Regions from separate parts of the Dromaius novaehollandiae genome. Here region 2 is linked to region 1. The links are chromatin contacts, called in public Hi-C maps. All regions are on one chromosome and are shown on one strand. The core of a region is the stretch at or near the end of the contact, and the rest is flanking DNA. Distances in the headings are between cores, read along the strand shown.

Region 1 (2,700 bases), core at 44-2,543:
TCCAGCCTGTAAGCTGCAGAGGACACACAGGATGAGATCACCATCTGCACTCCTACCCTGCTAAAGGCCCTCTTCCCTTTCTGGAGAAATTCAGGCAGCAACAGTTACCTTTGGGATGCCCCCACTCACTACCATGCTCCTGCTGCACCCCTCCCTCCCCGTGTCAGCCAGCCTGACTACCATCGTCTTCCCTGCAGGGTGCCTGTCCCACCTGCCATGTGTGGAAGGATCCCCACTCACCAGCGAGTGCGGGTCCCACGGCGGTCTGCTCCTTGGCCTCATCACACACCCACTCCTCGCAGCACTTGCCGGGGAGCTTCACCCTCCGCGGGTGGGGGCAGTCGGGGCTGGGCAGGCGGACGTCCATGCTGCAGAGGGGCACGCAGCCCACCGCCCCATCGAGGCAGGTGCACTGGTACTTGCAGCTGCTCTGGAAGGACTCGCCGCTCCGGTACACCATGCCGCCGAAGACGCACGGGGCGCCGTCGCGAGCTGCGAGGGCAGGAGGGCAGCGTGAGGTGGCAGCGCTGGGGGGCAGTGCGGCGCGGAGCGGCCCCTCGGGCACCCCGCTCCCGCGGCCCCCGCGCCCCCGGGCCCCCACTCACCGGTGCAGACGCCGATGCGGCGATTGGCGGGGGAGCCGAAGTCGCAGAAGAGCCCCTTGTGATGGTCGCAGGGGTCGCGCTCGGTGCAGAGCTCGCCCAGCTGCTTGGCGCAGACGCGGCAGCAGCCGCAGCCGTCGGGCACCAGGGAGACGCCGGCGGGGCAGACGGGGCCGGGCCCGGGGCCGCACTGGCACTGCCCTCCGCACTCCTGGCTCCGCGCCTCCTGCGGCGGCGAGGGGGACAGAGAGGGCCGGCGTCAGCGGCGCCGCCGTGCCCGGCGGGCCGGGGCCGGGGCCGGGGCCGGGGCCGGGGCCGTGCCCGGCGGGCCGGGGCCGGGCGGGCACTTACCGGGCTGAGGAGGGCGAGGAGGAGGGCGACGGCGAAGCTGGCGGGGGCCATGCCGCGGCGGCGGAGGGCTGCGGGCGGACGGCGGCGGAGGGCTGAGCCGAGGTGAGACGAGGCGAGGTGCCGGCCGGGCGCTTCTCCTCGGCGGCGCTGCGCGGTGTCCGTCGGCGGGGCGGGCGGGGGTCGGCGCTGCTGCTGACGCTGTCGCTGTCGCTGTCGCTGCTGCTGCTGCTGCTGCTGCTGCTGCTGCTCCCGGTGCGGCGCGGCGGGAGAGTGGCGGTGCGGCTGACTGCGGAGCGCCGGGGCGGGCGCCGCTTTATACGCGGCGGCGGCGCGGGCTCGCCAATGGGCTCAATGGGGCCGCGGACAAACAGCGACATTCCGCGCATTCCTGCGCGCCGCGCCGCGCCGCCCCGCCCCGCGCCGCGCCGCCCCCAGCGGCCCTGACCCCTGCCTCCCGCATTCCTGCCGTCTGCGCGGCCTGGCGCGCAGGCACGGCGCTGCTCCCCGCTCGCCCCGGCATCCCCCCCCCCGCCCCGGCGCTTTTTTATTTATTTTTTTAATCATCTTTTTTTTTTTTGCATATGACTCACCGCTGCCGGCGGCTCTTTGCTCCCCCCTTCCCTCCCTTAGAGGGGAGCCTGTTCCTCGATATTGAATTATTTTTCTAAACAAATTCGGGCCGATGGTGGGTGCGATTTAGCACACGCCGTTAGTGCTGTGACAGGCAGCCGGTTGCAGCGAGGGAAGGGGGTGAGGGAGGTGGTGGGGATGGTTGCTAGGAAGGACCATGGGAATTCTTTATTTTTCTTTCTTTCTTTCTTCCTTTTTTTGCCTTTTTCTCTTCACTCCCCCCTCTTCCCTCCCCTGGCTAGAAAGTACAAGATGCTGGTAACTTCCAAAGGTGGATTGATGCCTGCTGATATCTTTGGAGGATTGCTGGCTGGCCTTCCTGCCTACATGCAGGGCTTTCACCTTGGAGTACCAGATTTTGAGCAATGAATATTCTGAGCATTTTGTCACTACCAAAAAAGGTATAATTACACTACAGGATATAAATTGACTCTGTGTACTACTGAATCATACCGAATATTTGTAATGTGTTCCTTTCCTAATAGATGCTCTCTATGAATAGAGAGAGTGCCTATTTACTCTGAAATATTTGGCACAAAGAACTGAGTCTGAAGCATGGAAGAAATGGCTATTATTTTCCCACTGCCTGTGTGCAGCTGTCATTTCTGAGCAACACATTCTTAGCACATCCCTGCTTCCTGATCTTGCTGATTATCCAGCCTAAGATTACAACAAGAAGAGCTTGGCATGTCACCCTGTTCTGCCAAAACCTAAGCATTGTGGTTTGTATTTGACCAAACCCCAAACCTAAGCTTTGTGGTTTGTATTAAATCATTACAGATAACTGTTGTGGTTTTCTTTTTTTAACCCGAAGGATGGTTCTTCCTCCCACCTCCCCATGTGTCATTTGAATATTCAGTGATGTCATGTTGTTTGACCTCTGCTTTAACACAAGGAATGCCTGCATTTTGGCTTTTGACCTGTGGAGTATGTCAGCGTTTAATGAGAGAGACAGGCTTAATGCATCTTATTAGGCAAATTGAAATTTGAGGGGTATGTTTAACAGATACAATCTTTTGCACGTAGTCTTTCTGCCACTGTCAGAATCCCCTTCTTTCTACTCCTCCATCCACATGCATACTTTCACACTATGATGCAGCAATATGTGTACACAGGG
Region 2 (2,700 bases), core at 57-2,556, 110 kb after region 1:
CAAAATGTAATGTCCCTCTTCAACGTCTGTCTCTCTGTGGAGGTCAAGACTTCACCTGTTGCTCGATGTCAACTGTATTTCAATTTAATGTCATGAAAAGGACAGTAGAAAAAGCAGAATATTTCCTTATTCATAATGGAATTTACTTGTTGACATGGGAACCATTAGGAGAACCCTGCTATCCAAATAATACAGATCTGTTCCTGTTCTGAAACAGAATAGCCACAATTTCAAGATTTTCTCCCTATCTATGAAAAAGGTCTAGAATTAGTTTTGTCTGGTTTCCTAAGGAATATGGCTTATCATGTGACTGGCCTGACCTGTCTGTTTGTCAAAAAGTGAAGAAGCGGGATGAATTCCTCATGGAAGGAGAGGTAGGCAGAGTTCAGCCTTCATGGGGTTTGTTTGGCAGCACTACCCATTTGGTCAGAATAAGTATTAGATAAGAAAGCAGCATCTATGCATTTCTGGACTAACCATAGCTCATACTATCTCAAACTGGTATAGCTATCATAGCATACAGAAAAAGGGGAGTGAGAAGATAGTAGGGAATGGTGGTGAAGGGACAAAGGAAATGATTCCTTAGGAAGCTTGGTTCATTTGTTTTAAAGCTCACAGAGCAACTTTTGAGGAAAGAGTGAGGAGTTTTAGTACCTATAAGTCAGGACTCTTAAATAGCTATGACTCCAGAGGCTTGGACTCTCAGAAAAAATAACATGAAAAAGTTTTTGGAGTGGACAACACTGAGCAGTACTGCAAATTATTTGCGGCAAGAACTGGTTTTTATTTTATGCATCTTAGCACAATGCAGACTTCACCTGCTCAAGGCTTTTATGTGCAAATATTATTAATAATTTTATTTTGTATCAGAATAGTAATAATAACAGAAAGGAACAAGTAGCTCTTGCTCCACTTTCATGCTATGATTACCTAAAATCTTTGGAAACACACAGGAAGGAGCAGGTTATGTGGCTGTATTTGCAGCTGAGGCTCTGGCAGGAAGCATAAAAGGCGCAGGGCTCTGTTATTCTGCTTGTGTGAGTGGCGTCCCCTGGAAAAAACAGACAGACTTTGCTGTTTGCAGTTTGCAAAGAGCAGCCGAGGGAAGCAAAACAATCTTCTGAGGTGGCCAGCCAGGACTGGCCAGGGGCCTGGAGGGGAGGAAGCACTTAGCAAAACCTTTACAGAACAGGCAGAAATGTCAAGGCAACAGCGTCCCTTTTATTGACAAACACTGTTACCTTCAGCTGCTTCCTCTTTGCAAACAGGGCTTCAGGCAGGGCTTTGCTTTCTCTTCCAGTGACGGCAACATATTCTGCGTTTTCATTGGTCTGCTTGCGTCTGCCTTCCTTTCCTGTGGAAACAGAAGATATGGGCAGGAGAAAAGACATATTTGGTAATGTTTCTCTTCAAAGCTTCTTTTTCACAAGGCTGCCTCAGCTGCAAAATGTTAAGGGGAAAAAAAGATCTTGGAACTAATTCCAGACAGACCCTAATGCCTACAAATTTCTCTAAGTAAGCCAGATCCAGAAAGGCAAAACATGAAGGTTCATTATTTGACTGCTAAGGACACTCAAATAACCAGACACGCCAGTACTTAAAATCTTCATATTTCAGACAGCTCGTCTTTCACATCCTCCCTCATCCTGTGCTCCCACCCAGCTCACTTCTTACATTTCCCTTCATCCCCAGGAACTCCACTGCATTTAAAATTGTTTATAGAACATATGAAAATACAAAAATATTCTTTAAAATACTTATGGGGAAACAGTCTGTTCATCTAGTGGTCTGTTTGGTGGGACACTCATAGCTCCCCTAACTGCTTCAGCTAGCTAGTTGCTAGTTCTTTTTCTTCTTCTTCAGAAACTCCAGAAGAGCTCTTTCTACCTTGCTTTAAAAAGAATTGACTGAGGGGATGTTATGGAGTTGAGGATATTGAGCAGATGTCTCTGACTCATGTTTCTGCCAGAGCTGCTCTCAGGGCAGGATATGGAGTGGCTGTACTCAGTTTGAAGGTTTTCTGGGGAGCTACTTCTGCCCCAGATACTTTAGAGCATCACAGGAGTGCTTAACCAACAGTAGCATCCCAAGCCAGAGAGGGTCAACTTATGTTCCCTCCATTCAGTACACATCCAAGATACCCCAAAGACCTACGCAGGGCAAAACTGTTCACAGGTTTTAAATTTATTGATAAAACCACTGTTTTAGCTGTTGCCAAAGCAACTCACAAATTCAACCAAAACCTCTGTCTAGTTCTAGCAGGTAAAAGAGTGTACTTCAGCTACTCTCAAATGTATAGGAGTAAATGTGAAGGAGATACACTCCCAATCTATGCAATTCTTTTCAATATTACCTATCACAATTCAGCTGATCCTCACAGAATTTATGAAGTTAATCAGCAGTAATTTCTTATTCTAAGGCTTACTAAACATTCTGAAATTGCCTATTAGTGGATATTTGAATATAACGATCTTTTCCATTATTTCTTTTCTGTGAGGCTTGATTGATTTTCTATGAAATGCAAGCTGAATGTAGGAACTGATATTTGTTTTTGAAGTTGAATGCAGAATTACAAGGTTTTTTTCCCCCACATTTTTCTCAAATCATATTTCTCATTAATAGATTCTCAGTTATTATCCTCATTCTCCTCCAACATTTAGGAAACTTAAATGTGTCCTGTTACTATAAATTGCATTGAGT

Evidence for each region. Hi-C and Micro-C count contacts between places; a contact is called where the count stands out from the background.
Region 2: a Hi-C map of liver shows a contact between it and region 1, with 4 times the contacts expected there. The contact joins the enhancer-like site here to the promoter of CCN2 in region 1. A contact is called at or near these places in 2 of 4 Hi-C or Micro-C datasets (liver and ovary).

What each region holds. Positions count from the first base shown.
Region 1 is chr3:61,973,278-61,975,977 of bDroNov1.hap1, forward strand. It overlaps CCN2 (cellular communication network factor 2), which reads right to left and starts at 1,294. Exons shown (of 5, transcript XM_064508986.1): 1 at 954-1,294; 2 at 606-828; 3 at 241-492; 4 at 1-13. The coding sequence starts at 1,004.
Region 2 is chr3:62,085,060-62,087,759 of bDroNov1.hap1, forward strand. No RefSeq gene overlaps it. Among named protein-coding and RNA genes, the nearest start is that of CCN2, 110 kb to the left of the region's middle. Within about 2 kb of position 1,307, at least 2 of the 2 cell types and tissues checked have open chromatin away from gene starts, as enhancers often do.